Linked DNA regions of Bos taurus: region 2 is linked to region 1. The links are chromatin contacts, called in public Hi-C maps. All regions are on one chromosome and are shown on one strand. The core of a region is the stretch at or near the end of the contact, and the rest is flanking DNA. Distances in the headings are between cores, read along the strand shown. Region 1 holds the start of TCTN3 (tectonic family member 3). Region 2 overlaps ENTPD1 (ectonucleoside triphosphate diphosphohydrolase 1).

Region 1 (6,554 bases), core at 3,751-6,250:
AAGCTAGTGGAGGTGATGGAATTCCAGTTGAGCTATTTCAAATCCTAAAAGATGATGCTGTGAAAGTGCTGCACTCAATATGTCAGCAAATTTGGAAAATTCAGCAGTGGTCACAGGACTGGAAAAGGTCAGTTTTCATTCCAATCCCAAAGAAAGGCAATGCCAAAGAATGCTCAAAGTACTGCACAATTGCACTCATCTCACATGCTAGCACGGAGAAGACAATGGCACCCCACTCCAGTACTCTTGCCTGGAAAATCCCATGGATGGAGGAGCCTGGTGGGCTGCAGTCCATGGGGTTGTGAAGAGTTGGATACGACTGAGCGACTTCACTTTCACTTTTCACTTTCATGCATTGGAGAAGGAAATGGCAACCCACTCCAGTGTTCTTGCCTGGAGAATCCCAGGGATGGGGGAGCCTGGTGGGCTGCCGTCTATGGGGTCGCACAGAGTTGGACACAACTGAAGCGACTTAGCAGCAGCAGCAGAGCAGGAGCACATGCTAGCAAAGTAATACTCAAAATTCTCCAAGCCAGGCTTCAACAGTACGTGAACCGTGAACTTCCAGATGTTCAAGCTCGATTTAGAAAAGGCAGAGGAACCAGAGATCAAATTGCCAACATCAGTTGGATCATCGAAAAAGCAAGAGTTCCAGAAAAATATCTACTTCTATTTTATTTACTATGCCAAAGCCTTTGACTGTGTGAATCACAATAAACTGTGGAAAATTCTTCAAGAGACTGGAATACTAGACCACCTGACCTTCCTCCTGAGAAATCTGTATGCGTGTCAGGAAGCAACAGTTAGAACTGGACATGGAACAACAGACTGATTCCAAATAGGGAAAGGAGTCCATCAAGGCTGCAAATTGTCACCCGGCTTATTTAGCTTCTATGCAGAGCACATCATGAGAAATGCTGGACTGGATGAAACACAAGCTGGAATCAAGATTGCTGGGAGGAATATCAATAACCTCAGATATGCAGATGACACCACCCTTATGGCAGAAAGTGAAGAGGAACTAAACAGCCTCTTGATGAAAGTGAAAGAGGAGAGTGAAAAAGTTGGCTTAAAACTCAACATTCAGAAAACTAAGATCAAGGCATCTGGTCCCATCACTTCATGGCAAATAGATGGGGAAACAATGGAAACAGTGACAGATTTTATTTTGGGGGGCTCCAAAATCACTGCAGATGGTGATTGCAGCCAAGAAATTAAAAGACGCTTGCTATTTGGAAGAAAAGTTATGACCAACCTAGACAGCATATTAAAAAGCAGAGACATTACTTTATCAACAAAGGTCTGTCTAGTCAAAGCTATGGTTTTTCCAGTAGTCATATACGGATGTGAGAGTTGGACTATAAACAAAACTGAGTGCCGAAGAATTGATGCTTTTGAACTGTGGTGTTGGGGAAGACTCTTGAGAGTCCCTTGGACTGCAAGGAGATCCAAGCAGTCCATCCTAAAGGAAATCAGTCCTGAATGTTCATTGAAAGGACTGATGCTGAAGCTGAAGCTCCAATACTTTGGCCACCTGATGCAAAGAACCGACTCATTTGAAAAGACCCTGATGCTAGGAAAGATTGAGGGCGGGAGGAGAAGGGGATGACAGAGAATGAGATGGCTGGATGGCATCACTGACTCAATGGACAAGGGTTTGAGTAAACTCCAGGAGTTGGTGATGGACAGGGAGGCCTGGTGTGCTCTATGTAGTCCATGGGGTCGAAAAGAGTCAAACACAACTGAGTGACTGAAACTAAAGTGAACTGATTTCATTTTTTATGTTATAAATTTTATCCCCTAAAGCTTTTTATTTTCTAATTTTTAATTTCTATAATATCAGAATACAATTGTTTTATATACTCACCTTGTATTTGTCCTTTCCATTGCTCTTAATACATTCCAGCATTTTTGCATTCCATCTGGGATCATTTTTCCTTTAGCCTGAACAATTCTCTTTAGCAATTCCTTGTGAGGATCTGTAATAAAAATTTTTTTCTTAATTTTTGTTTTCTAAACACATTTGCATCTTCATTTTTAAAGGTTACTTTAAAATTCTAGGTTAACTTCTTTCAAGACATTATTCCACTTTCCTTATTTCTGTTAAAAAGTCAGCTGTGAGTCTTATTATTGTTCTTTTGAAAGTAGTGCATCCTTTTTAACCTATGTCTTTGGTAGATTTGTGGAGGAGGGAATGTTGGATGTGCACCTTGAGAAGGGGAACTGATACCAGCCTTCAAGATGTGAGGCCTCTCTTCCTCCTCGATGTCAAAAACTATCCAGGGCCCTGACCTATCTTTTTAATAAAAGTGCGTACATGGCTGTCCCTGCCTTCTTTCGGAGCAAGTTCTTGTATCCACTGTTTGCACATGGAAGCAAGGCTGAAAGGCTGACCTACCTGACTCTTCCTACAGTGGTACCTCAATCAGTAACTCTATTGTCCAAGGGCCCTTTGATATCAATAGCTTCTTTTTGTGTGCTTAGAACATCCCCAGGAGCCACACCTATTTCAATATTAAGCCTCTGCTTATACAGCTTTTGTTTATCCAACTATAATCCTGTCCTGTGAGCCTTCTATTTTTCAAAGATTGTCATAATGTCTGGTCCTTTGAGAGCACTCGTTCATGTTTTTCAGTATCAATGTATGTGCATGGATGCACACGACTGTGTGTGCTCATGTAACTTTCTTGTAATTTTTAAAGATTCTGGGGATAGTCTAAAGAGGGGAAGAGTCAGGAGAGACTAGAACTTGTTCTCAATCTGCCATCTTGATTCAATCTCTTCGTTAAATTTCTAAGTACACACTGAACTCTTTTAGTACCAAACCCAGACATCTGCCAGTATTGTATGATCTTTTTTGGAAATCTCTGCTTCTGAGGTGATACATTAAGCTAGTTCAATATAATCCTCATGTTAAAATTGGCATCTGTGTGAAACATGTGAATAGACTTCCTGTCCTTCAAAATTATCTTCCAGATTTTAATATCTCAAAAGAACTGAGAGTTCTGTATTAGAGTTTCCTACAAACGTATCACAACAAAAGTACAATAATATTTTTGCTCCACTATAACAAAAAAGAGAAAACAAGGATTTAAAAAGCATGTGAAGTGCTAAAATCCAAAAATAAGAAAAAACAACTCAGTAATCCATTAATATTATTTCCCTACACTCAACCCTGAAACTACTTCAATCAACAGACTCTTTTTTCAACACGAATAAATTCACTAATAACATCATTGATTTATCATTGATTAGAATTAAAGAGTAAAATGCAAACTTGGAAATCTAGAATAGTCTCCAGTTGGTTATAGAAATTGTATATAAAGAAATGCAGTTCATAATTAATATAAACATTATTCATAGGAGCTAAATCTAAAGAGTTCAACAAAACAATATTTTTTAAAATATTTAATGCATATCTAACATGTCCATGGAGAAGGCAATGGCACCCCACTCCAGTACTCTTGCCTGGAAAATCCCATGGACGGAGGAGCCTAGTAGGCCGAAGTCCATGGGGCCTCCAGGAATCCGACACGGCTGAGCAACTTCACTTTCACTTTTCACTTTCGTGCACTGGAGAGGGAAATGGCAACCCACTCCACTGTTCTTGCCTGGAGAATCCCAGGGACGGGGGAGCCTGGTGGGCTGCCGTCTATGGGGTCGCACAGAGTTGGACACGACTGAAGTGACTTAGCAGCAGCAACATGTCCATGGACGGAGAAGCCTGGTAGGCTGCAGTCCATGGGGTCGCTAAGAGTCGGACACGACTGAGCGACTTCACTTTCACTTTTCACTTTCATGCATTGGAGAAGGAAATGGCAACCCACTCCAGTGTTCTTGCCTGGAGAATCCCAGGACGGGGGAGCCTGGTGGGCTGCCGTCTATGGGGTCGCAGAGTCGGACATGACTGAAGCGACTTAGCAGCAGCAGCAGTCACACTTGGGCTTCCTTGTGGCTCAGCTGGTAAAGAATCCACTTGCAATGAGGGAGGCCTGGGTTCGATCCCTGGGTTGGGAAGATGCCCTGGAGAAGGGAGAGGCTACCCATTCCAGTATTCTGGCCTGGAGAATTCCATGGACTATATAGTCCATGGGGTCGCAAAGAATCCGATACGACTGAGAGACTTTTACTTTCACTATCTTTTCCTGTGCACAGTAGCCACATACAGCCTAAAGTTGCCATTCTGAGCAGTGTAGATACAGAACATTTCTCACACTGCAGAAAGTTCTATTGGCCAGCGCTGCACTAGGGAGTCAGAAGAGGCACAGCACTCCAGGGAAAGAAACAAAATTTTCTAAAGAGGGCTACAAAAAGTGGCAATTTAGGGAATTTCTTGACAGTCCAGTGGGCCTTGGCTATCAAATAGGCCTGGGTTCCATCCCTGGTCAGAGAAACTCAAGCCACGGCGCAAAAAAAAAAAAAAAAAAGTTGCGATTTATAATAACAGCAAAAAAAAAAAAGTCTTCTCTGTCCCTTGGCTATTTTTTAAATTTAAAGAAAATGTTCTCAATGTTAAAACTGAAGGAGCTGAATCTTTCTAATATGTTTTTCCCAAAAATATTATAGATGAGATTTTTATTTTTTTTTTTAAGGTATGTGACCTTCAGTGTACTTTCTTCCTTGAGAATATCCTTTAGAAAAGGATTCTCAGCGTTAGAATCCGGAGTGGAAAAGATGCAATTCTAGTTTTAGCCTCTGGGGCTTCCTCTATCAAGGAAGGACTCGGCCCTCTTGGAGGCGAAGTCAGAGCCGCACGGGCTTTTGGCTGAACTCCTACTGCCACTCAGCGGAGAGAAGAGGCAAGGGCTCCTTCACCTGTCTGTCGGTTGCCAAGCGACGGAGACCTGGGAGGGCCTGGTCGCAGGAGGAGGGCACCGACTGAAAGATGCTTAGGATTTGTAACAGCGCCGGCTTCCATTGGCTGAAGAGTTCCCGGCCATCGCCCTGAGCCAATGGGTAGGCGCATATGGATGACGTTAGACGCCATGCGACTCCTCCCACTCACGTTCTAGCGACGCGTCTAGCGACCGCCGAAACCCACCTCAAACCCTTTGGGGCGGGTTGGGGGTGGTCTGTATTGCCCCATGTTTAGCTTGAAGCTCTCGCTACTGCAGGTGTTCTTCCTGATGGTCCCCGAGAGGGTCCTCTCTCAGCCCTCTCCGTCTCCGTCTAGGGCAATGCCCACCCATTCGGAGCTGGGGCCACGGACGCAGGGCGGGACCCTTCAATCCTCGGAGGTGCCTGGGATCTCTACGGCGGGTCCTACTGTCGTGACCTCCTCGACACCGGGGAATAAGACCGTGGACCTCTTCCCAGGTGAGGGGAAAGGATGTGGGGATGGAAACTAGCGACTTTGATCCAAGTGAGTTCCCATAAAGTAAGGAGTGGGGCTGTCGAAAGAACCTTGGAAGAGTTTAGGGATCCTCACCGCGCTCTCTGTGTTTTATGTTGTACTCTCATAGTCCTACCGATCTGTGTCTGTGACTTGACACCCGGTGCCTGCGATATAAATTGCTGCTGCGACAGTGACTGCTATCTTCTCCATCCGAGGACAGTTTTCTCCTTCTGCCTTCCAGGCAGCGTGAGGTGAGCTGCGATGTTCAGGTTGAATCCTAAAGGGGATTAAGTAATACTTGGAAGTAGGAAGAGTTTTGCCGTCGTGCCTCCCACCCCCACGTCCACTCCAAGGAATGGAACTCCCTTGGTTTTTCCCAGGAGCGCTGTCCCTCTTCTGATGCGCTAAAGCTGCTGCTGCTGCTGCTGCTAAGTCGCTTCAGTCGTGTCCGACTCTGTGCGACCCCATAGACGGTAGCCCACCAGGCTTCCCCGTCCCTGGGATTCTCCAGGCAAGAACACTGGAGTGGGTTGCCATTTCCTTCTCCAATGAATGAAAGTGAAAAGTGAAAGTGAAGTCGCTCAGTCGCGTCCGATTCTAGCGACACCATGGACTGCAGCCCACCAGGCTCCTCCGTCCATGGGATTTTCTAGGCAAAAGTACTGGAGTGGGGTGCCATTGTCTTCTCCCGATGCGCTAAAGCAGGGCTGCCCAATAGAACAGAACCTTCGTGTTGTCCCGTAGCTGCCCAAGGAGTCCTCTTTTTGGCATCTGACTGACAGAGGTGGGGCACCCTTCTTTGGATATAATCTTCCTTCTAAATGTACTTGTTCTTCCTCCTGTTTCCTTATAGGTCTGCAAGTTGGGTGTGTGTAGACAACTCTCTTATCTTCAGGAGTAATTCCCCATTTCCTTCGAGAGTTTTCATAGATTCAAATGGAATCAAGCAGTTTTGTGTCCATGTGAACAATTGTAAGTAGAAATATGCTGGCTATTTGTATTGCCTAATATTTTTTGAGAGTTAGCTCAGTCTCTGACTTTTTTCCTTTTCTTTGTTTTTTAAACCTTCCCTTCTCACCCCCTTGGATGTCTATCATCCTCCCTATCCTCTACCTGTCCCCCACTCTCTCTTTTTTCTCTTATTGGTGAACATTGGCAATCTCTTTTGCCCTATTGGCTGTGGATCAGAAAACCCATAGAGAACTTTAATTTTTGTCCA
Region 2 (7,124 bases), core at 4,418-6,917, 92 kb before region 1:
CCACAGGGTCTTTTTTGCAGCCCTAAGGGTCTATGATTTGCCTGCCTATACAGAAGCTAAAGGCTTTTCGAAATTTCTTCCAAGCCTCGAATTAGAGGACAAAGATTGAGAGCAGCGGTTCTCTGGACAAGCAGCATCAGCATCAGCTGGGACCTTGTTAGAAATGCAAATTCTCAGACCTTGTCTCAGACCTACTGACCCAGAAACTCTGGGGTGAGAACAGGCATCTGTGGTTCTGATGCAGGCTCAAATTTGAGAACCACTGTCTAACACGTGGGTTTAAAGTTGTGCATGTCTTTGCCCAGCAAAGGAAACCACCAACAAAACAAAAAGACAGCCTACTGAATAGGAGGAGATATTTGCTAATAAGATGACCGATAAGGGTTTAGTTAAATTGGAGATCTCAGTTTGAGTTCCAGTTCCATCACTTACTGGCTCAAGTAACCTTAAACAAGTGGCATAACTTCTTGAAACCTCAGTGCCCTCATTGAAAAAAAAAAAAAAACAGGAATACATTCCTTACAGGGAGATTGTGAGGATGAAATAACGCATTTTCAGTACTTGGTGCATAGCACAAAGAAGTGTCCTGTTGACGGGAGCTATTACCCAATTATTCTAAAGTTTATTTTTCAAGGGCTTTATCATTAAGGACTGATTCCAATACTATTTTATAATGATAATAAATTATTTATAAAATAGCAACAATAGCAGCTCCACTACGTTCTCACCTGACTTCCCTTTTCCTCGTGTGTTTCACTTGTCACATGCCTCTTGTTCTCTTGTGCCCACTCTCTCCCAATCCCTTTTTCTTCTCTTACCTTTAAGCTTGCATTCTTCTATCTGAGTCACCACCCCCGTGTCATTCTCCTTCTCTGCCGGCCATCTATAGATGTACAAACTCGTATGAGAGGAGCCCGCATCCAGCACAATCCCAAACTGAGGGCAAAACAAACCAAGAACTTGTCAGCATTACATCATTCTTCTCCACATTCAGCTTGCAACAGAAAGGATACAAAAGACAGGGGCTTTCAGAAACATGAGGAGAAAGTATTTCAACTCATGGTGAGGGTGGGTTGGGTGTTGGGGGAGTGAGTGCCTGGAGTTGTGCTGATCACAAGATCTACCAACACACCAGTCCCTCTAGAACTATGGCTCTCAGTGCTGGCTGCACGTTAGCAACATCCAGGCTTTACCCAATGAGGGGCCTGCAATGGCACCCCACTCCAGTACTCTTGCTTGGAAAATCCCATGGATGGAGAAGCCTGTTAGGCTGCAGTCCATGGGGTCGCTAAGAGTCGGACACGACTGAGCGACTTCACTTTCACTTTTCACTTTCATGCATTGGAGAAGGAAATGGCAACCCACTCCAGTGTTCTTGCCTGGAGAATCCCAGGGACGGGGGAGCCTGGTGGGCTGCCGTCTGTGGGGTCCACAGAGTCGGACACGACTGAAGTGACTTAGCATAGCATGGCAGGTGATCAATATACTGAAGTAGCTGAGAAAATAGAAAGGGAATAGAAAGTAATTAATCCAGCAGTTCCCAAGCCTGGAATCATGTGAGAATCATCTGAAGAGTTTCAAAGGCTACTGCTGCCAGTGTCTGACCCCCAGATTTGTGATTTGATTGGTCTGGTATGTATGAGGTCTGGAAGAGAGATATCGAAAATATTAAGTGTACCTGTTTTTTTATTACAAATATAACTATAAATTGTATTCAATAAATTTAAAAAGATTTGTACTTTGATTTCATGATTTTGGGTCTTAAACATAGAAGGCATGGAAAGAAGAATAAAGCAAAGGAAGAGGGTGGAGGAGGAAGGGTAAGAAGACAATATGAGAAAGAATGAGGTGGCCAGAACAGAAAGTTGCCACTTCGTATTTTACGAGGATGGGAAATGCACCAGCAAGTGTTGTGAGGAGTATTCTGTGAGAATTATCTGACTTAACCTTCAGTGCTATAAAGTACATACTGTTCTCATCCCCAATATACAGATGAGAAAAGAAAGTACAAAGAGGTTAAGTAATTTCCTCAAGATTCAGAGTGATTAGGTGACACAGCCTGGATTTGGATCAGAGTTAGACCTAACTAAGGCCTTGTGTTTCTAATACAGAGGAACAGAGGAGCAAGGTCTGGGACAATAGTTTTCCAATTGGTGCCCCATTGAAAGGACTTCTAGAGAGGGATGACTATAGCAGAGTGTCCTGATGAATTTTTGCACGTACGCAATCCATATAAACCACCACCAAGAGGAAGGTCAGTTCAGTCATTCAGTCGTGTCCGACTTCTTGCGACCCCATGAGCTGCAGCACGCCAGGCCTCCCCTTCCATCACCAACTCCCAGAGCCCACCCAAACTCATGTCCATTGAGTCAGTGATGCCATCCAACCATCTCATCCTCTGTCGTCCCCTTCTCCTCCTGCCTTCAATCTTTCCCAGCATCAGGGTCTTTTCAAATGAGTCAGTTCTTCCCATCAGGTGGCCAAAGTATTGGAGTTTCAGCTTTGGCATCAGTCCTTCCAATGAATATTTAGGACTGATTTCCTTTAGGATGGACTGGTTGGATCTCCTTGCAGTCCAAGGGACTCTCAAGAGTCTTCTCCAACACCACAGTTCAAAAGCATCAATTCTTTGGTGCTCAACTTTCTTTATAGTCCAACTCTCACATCCATACATGACCACTGGAAAAACCATAACCTCGACTAGACAGACCTTTGTCGGCAAAGTAATGTCTCTGCTTTTTAATATGCTGTCTAGGTTTGTCATAACTTTCCTTCCAAGGAGCAAGCGTCTTTTAATTTAATGGCTGCAATCACCATCTGCAGTGATTTTGGAACCCCCAAAAATAAAGTTTCTCACTGTTTCCACTGTTTTCCCATCTATGAAGTGATGGGACCAGATGCCATGATCTTAGTTTTCTGAATGTTGAGCTTTAAGCCAACTTTTTCACTCTCCTCTTTCACTTTCATCAAGAGGCCCTTTAGTTCTTCTTCACTTTCTGCCACAAGAGTGGTGTCATCTGCATATCTGAGGTTATTGATATTTCTCCTGGCAATCTTGATCCCAGCTTGTGCTTCTTCCAGCCCAGCGTTTCTTATGATGTACTCTGCATAGAAGTTAAATAAGTAGGGTGACAATATACAGCCTTGATGTACTCCTTTTCCTATTTGGAACCAGTCTGTTATTCCATGTCCAGTTCTAACTGTTGCTTCCTGACCTGCATACAGGTTTCTCAAGAGGCAGGTCAGGTGGTCTGGTATTCCCATCTCTTTCAGAATTTTCCACAGTTTCTTGTGATCCACACAGTCAAAGGCTTTAACATAGTCAATAAAGCAGAAATAGATGTTTTTCTGGAACTCTCTTGCTTTTTCCATGATCCAGCGGATGTTGGCAATTTGATCTCTGCTTCCTCTGCCTTTTTTTTTTCTCTGCCTTTTCTAAAACCAGCTTGAACATCAGGAAGTTCACGGTTCACATACTGCTGAAGCCTGGCTTGGAGAATTTTGAGCATTACTTTACTAGCGTGTGAGATGAGTGCAATTGTGTGGTAGTTTGAGCGTTCTTTGGCATTGCCTTTCTTTGGGATTGGAATGAAAACTGACCTTTTCCAATCCTGTGGCCACTGCTGAGTTTTCCAAATTTGCTGGCATATTGAGTGCAGCACTTCACAGCATCATCTTTTCGGATTTGAAATAGCTCAACTGGAATTTCATCACCTCCACCAGCTTTGTTTGTAGTGATGCTTTCTAAGGCCCACTTGACTTCACATACCAGGATGTCTGGCTCCAGGTGAGTGATCACACCATCGTGATTATCTGGGTGGTGAAGATCTTTTTTGTACAGTTCTTCTGTGTATTCTTGCCACCTCTTCTTAATATCTTCTGCTTCTGTTAGGTCCATACCATTTCTGTCCTTTATCGAGCCCATCTTTGCCTGAAATGTTCCCTTGGTATCTCTAATTTTCTTGAAGAGATCTCTAGTCTTTCCCATTCTGTTGTTTTCCTCTATTTCTTTGCATTGATTGCTGAGGAAGGCGTTCTTATCTCTCCTTGCTATTCTTTGGAACTCTGCATTCAAATGCGTGTATCTTTCCTTTTCTCCTTTGCTTTTCACTTCTCTTCTTTCCACAGCTATTTGTAAGGCCTCCTCAGACAGCCATTTTGCTTTTTTGCATTTCTTTTTCTTGAGGATGGTCTTGATCCCTGTCTCCTGTACAATGTCACAAACCTCTGTGCATAGTTCTTCAGGCACTCTGTCTATCAGATGTAGTCCCTTAAATCTATTTCTCACTTCCACTGTATAAACATAAGGGATTTGATTTAGGTACGCAACATTTTCTAGCCCCCAGGTTGTTTTCAGTGACCCTCTCAGCCGGCTTCCCCCACAGGAAGCCAGTCTTGACTTCCGTCACTTGGAGGAGTTCTGCCTGTTCTTGAACTGCAGTAAATGGGCTCACACAGTATGTGTCCCTGATGTCTAACTTCTTTAATTCTGCATGTCTCTAAGATGCGTTCAGGTTGTGAGGATCCATAGTTTGTCCCTTGCCGTTTCTGTGGAGTGCTTCATTATATGCATGCACTGTATGTTTATCCATTCCATTGTTGGGCATTGGAGTGGTTTCCAAATGTGAAAAACATTTTGTGGGCTTAAGCATCCGTTTATTTCAGGTATTTACCCAGGAGTAGATTGCCCAATGGGCTTCCCACACGGCACTAGTGGTAAAGAACCCACCTGACGATGCAGGAGATATGAGATGTGGATTCAATGCCTGGGTTGGGAAGATCCCCTGGAGGAGGGCATGGCAACCCACTCCAGTATTCTTGCCTGGAGAATATCATGGACAGGGTAGGCTGGTGGGCTACAGTCCATGGGGTAACAAAAAGTTGGACAAGACTGAAGCAACTTAGCACACAAGCAGACTGCCCAATGCCCATTTTGAGCAATTAATACTCATCTTTAGTGACACCCCTGGGTTTAATCAGGAAAATAAATGACATGGTTATCAGTGTCTGCCACAGGCTTGTGAAGAGAGTATGGTGGCTCGGGTGACTTTTATTTGTCACCGCTATCCTAGAAAGAAACAAGAAGCAAAATAAATGGAAGGGAAAGGAAAGGAAAAGGATGAGAAACCACGGAGGCGCTTCTCAAGTGTGAGCCAGCCACTCACTTGAGTCACACTTTGCTGCCCATCTGAGCTGCGGACCTCACAGTGTGGTCTGCCCCTTGATACTGCTTAAGTCAGCAGTTGTTTTACATCTATCGCCTCATATTGTCTTATCACCTGGGAAGAACCTAAGAGCCTCCAGGGAGAAAAGAAGAATTAGAATTAACTGACCTCCCTGAACCACTGATGCTGCTGCTAAGTCGCTTCAGTCATGTCTGACTCTGTGCAACCCCATAGACAGCAGCCCACCAGGCTCCCCCGTCCCTGGGATTCTCCAGGCAAGAACACTGGAGTGGGTTGCCATTTCCTTCTCCAATGCATGAAAGTGAAAAGTGAAAGTGAAGTCGCTCAGTCGTGCCTGACTCTTCATGACCCCACGGACCGCAGCCTACCAGGCTCCTCCGTCCATGGGGTTTTCCAGGCAAGAGTAGCTGAACCACTGCAGAGAGCTAAATGTCAAGCTTATTGAGGTGTCGAGTTTTCTTCCATTTCGCCACCACGGAGTGCCGCTGTCCTGCTGTGTGAGCCTCCCTGACCTTGCATAACCTCCACAGTGTTCTCTGCCCCCTTTGGCACAGTGGGACTTCCCTTTGGTGACCAGCATTACACCCTTATAAAGAAAAGGGTCTGCATGCTGGTTTTGGGCACGGTGAAGAAAGAAACGGCATAGACTCCTCTGCAACTAAGCCTCTGCAGTGAGATCAAACAAAGAATCGCCTGAGGTGGTGACCTCTGTGCACAGAGAGGAATCTAACTGAGGTCTGGGGCCTTTGAACCCATGGGAAACCTCCCAGCGTGGAGAAAGAGCCTCAGGGCTTACACGGCAGAAAACCCTGCTTTTGCCTAGCAGGGTCCCTGAATTCTCCCTGCCAGAAAATGTTCTAACCACAGAAGAACATGATAAAGGCTAGCTAGGCAGCAGCGCAAGCAGCCTTATTCTGGAAGCTGGATGTTCTATTCTGTCTACTCTGTTGACATGAAAGCCACTCTTCCAGTAGAACAGAGGGACCGGGCTTGATCCTATCGGCCTGTTTCACCAAGGCCTTGCACAGTGAGGTGGTTGAGAAACGACAACTTTCACCACATTTCATTTGACAAGTGCTTGAGAAGGGCGGGTAGAGCGACTTTAACACAGGAATTGACATACACATTTCACCTTATATATATAGCAGCTAAACTGTTGAATTGTACTAAATGTTTTTTGTCTTCCAAAATGTATTGCACAAAAAAAAAAAAAAAAATTGGCATCGCTTGCTGTCTTATGGATAGGTAAATCTTGATTGTCTGGAAATTCTTAAGTTTGAACATATGGGGCGTTTGCCTTTCATTGTTGCAACACTAAAAGCATGTTCATTTGCCGTTCATCGCTGGCTCATTATAGAGTTAGCAGTCCATTTCACCTAACTGAAATGAATTTCACAGTTCATTCCAGAGCAGTTTGACTTGAATGGGTACTTACATAGTTGTACCTCACCTGACCAATCTAGAACCCCAGGAGCCACTAGCTTTTATCCTCTTTCCTCACACCAGCATTTTCCAAAGCACTAAGCCTGCAAGGACCTGGGCGAAGAAAGCTTCCCAGAAGTTTGGGGAATGCTTGCTCCCCATCCTGGGCTCACGAACCCACTATGTAGTGACTGCTTCAGAGAAGTCTGACAGTGGAGAAACCCGCTTAACCTCGTTTAAGCTGGCATCCCCCAGACTCGGTGACAACAGAATTACGTTTTAAATACAATCTCCACCCTATAGAAATGCTTTGTGAAGTGCTTGCCATGTTATCACTCTACCCAGTGTTTCTCTGTAGCTCATATTTAAGACATTTCTAAAAGCCCGTATGTCCTTCACATCAAAGAAAAATCAAAGATTTGAGTAGTGAGCTAGAGATCTGACGTCCTCTTAATATTATTTTCAATATTACTTCATTTTTAAAAAGTACTACAAGTTTATTAAACAGCATCTAGA

The links. A called contact is a pair of places that touch in the nucleus more often than the background predicts.
Region 2: a contact with region 1 is called in a Hi-C map of liver, with 2.6 times the contacts expected there. The contact joins the enhancer-like site here to the promoter of TCTN3 in region 1. A contact is called at or near these places in 2 of 11 Hi-C or Micro-C datasets (liver and skeletal muscle).

The regions. Positions count from the first base shown.
Region 1 is chr26:17,154,620-17,161,173 of ARS-UCD2.0, reverse strand. It overlaps TCTN3 (tectonic family member 3), which reads left to right and starts at 5,000. Exons shown (of 13, transcript XM_024985931.2): 1 at 5,000-5,316; 2 at 5,463-5,586; 3 at 6,189-6,307. The coding sequence starts at 5,085. LOC101903992 (a long non-coding RNA gene) reads left to right here. Exons shown (of 5, transcript XR_815655.4): 5 at 1-2,324.
Region 2 is chr26:17,246,979-17,254,102 of ARS-UCD2.0, reverse strand. ENTPD1 (ectonucleoside triphosphate diphosphohydrolase 1) reads right to left here. Exons shown (of 10, transcript NM_174536.2): 3 at 819-936. Among named protein-coding and RNA genes, the nearest start is that of CC2D2B, 45 kb to the left of the region's middle. Within about 2 kb of position 5,667, at least 27 of the 102 cell types and tissues checked have an H3K27ac peak or open chromatin away from gene starts, as enhancers often do. A contact at or near this core is called in liver, where this site is marked.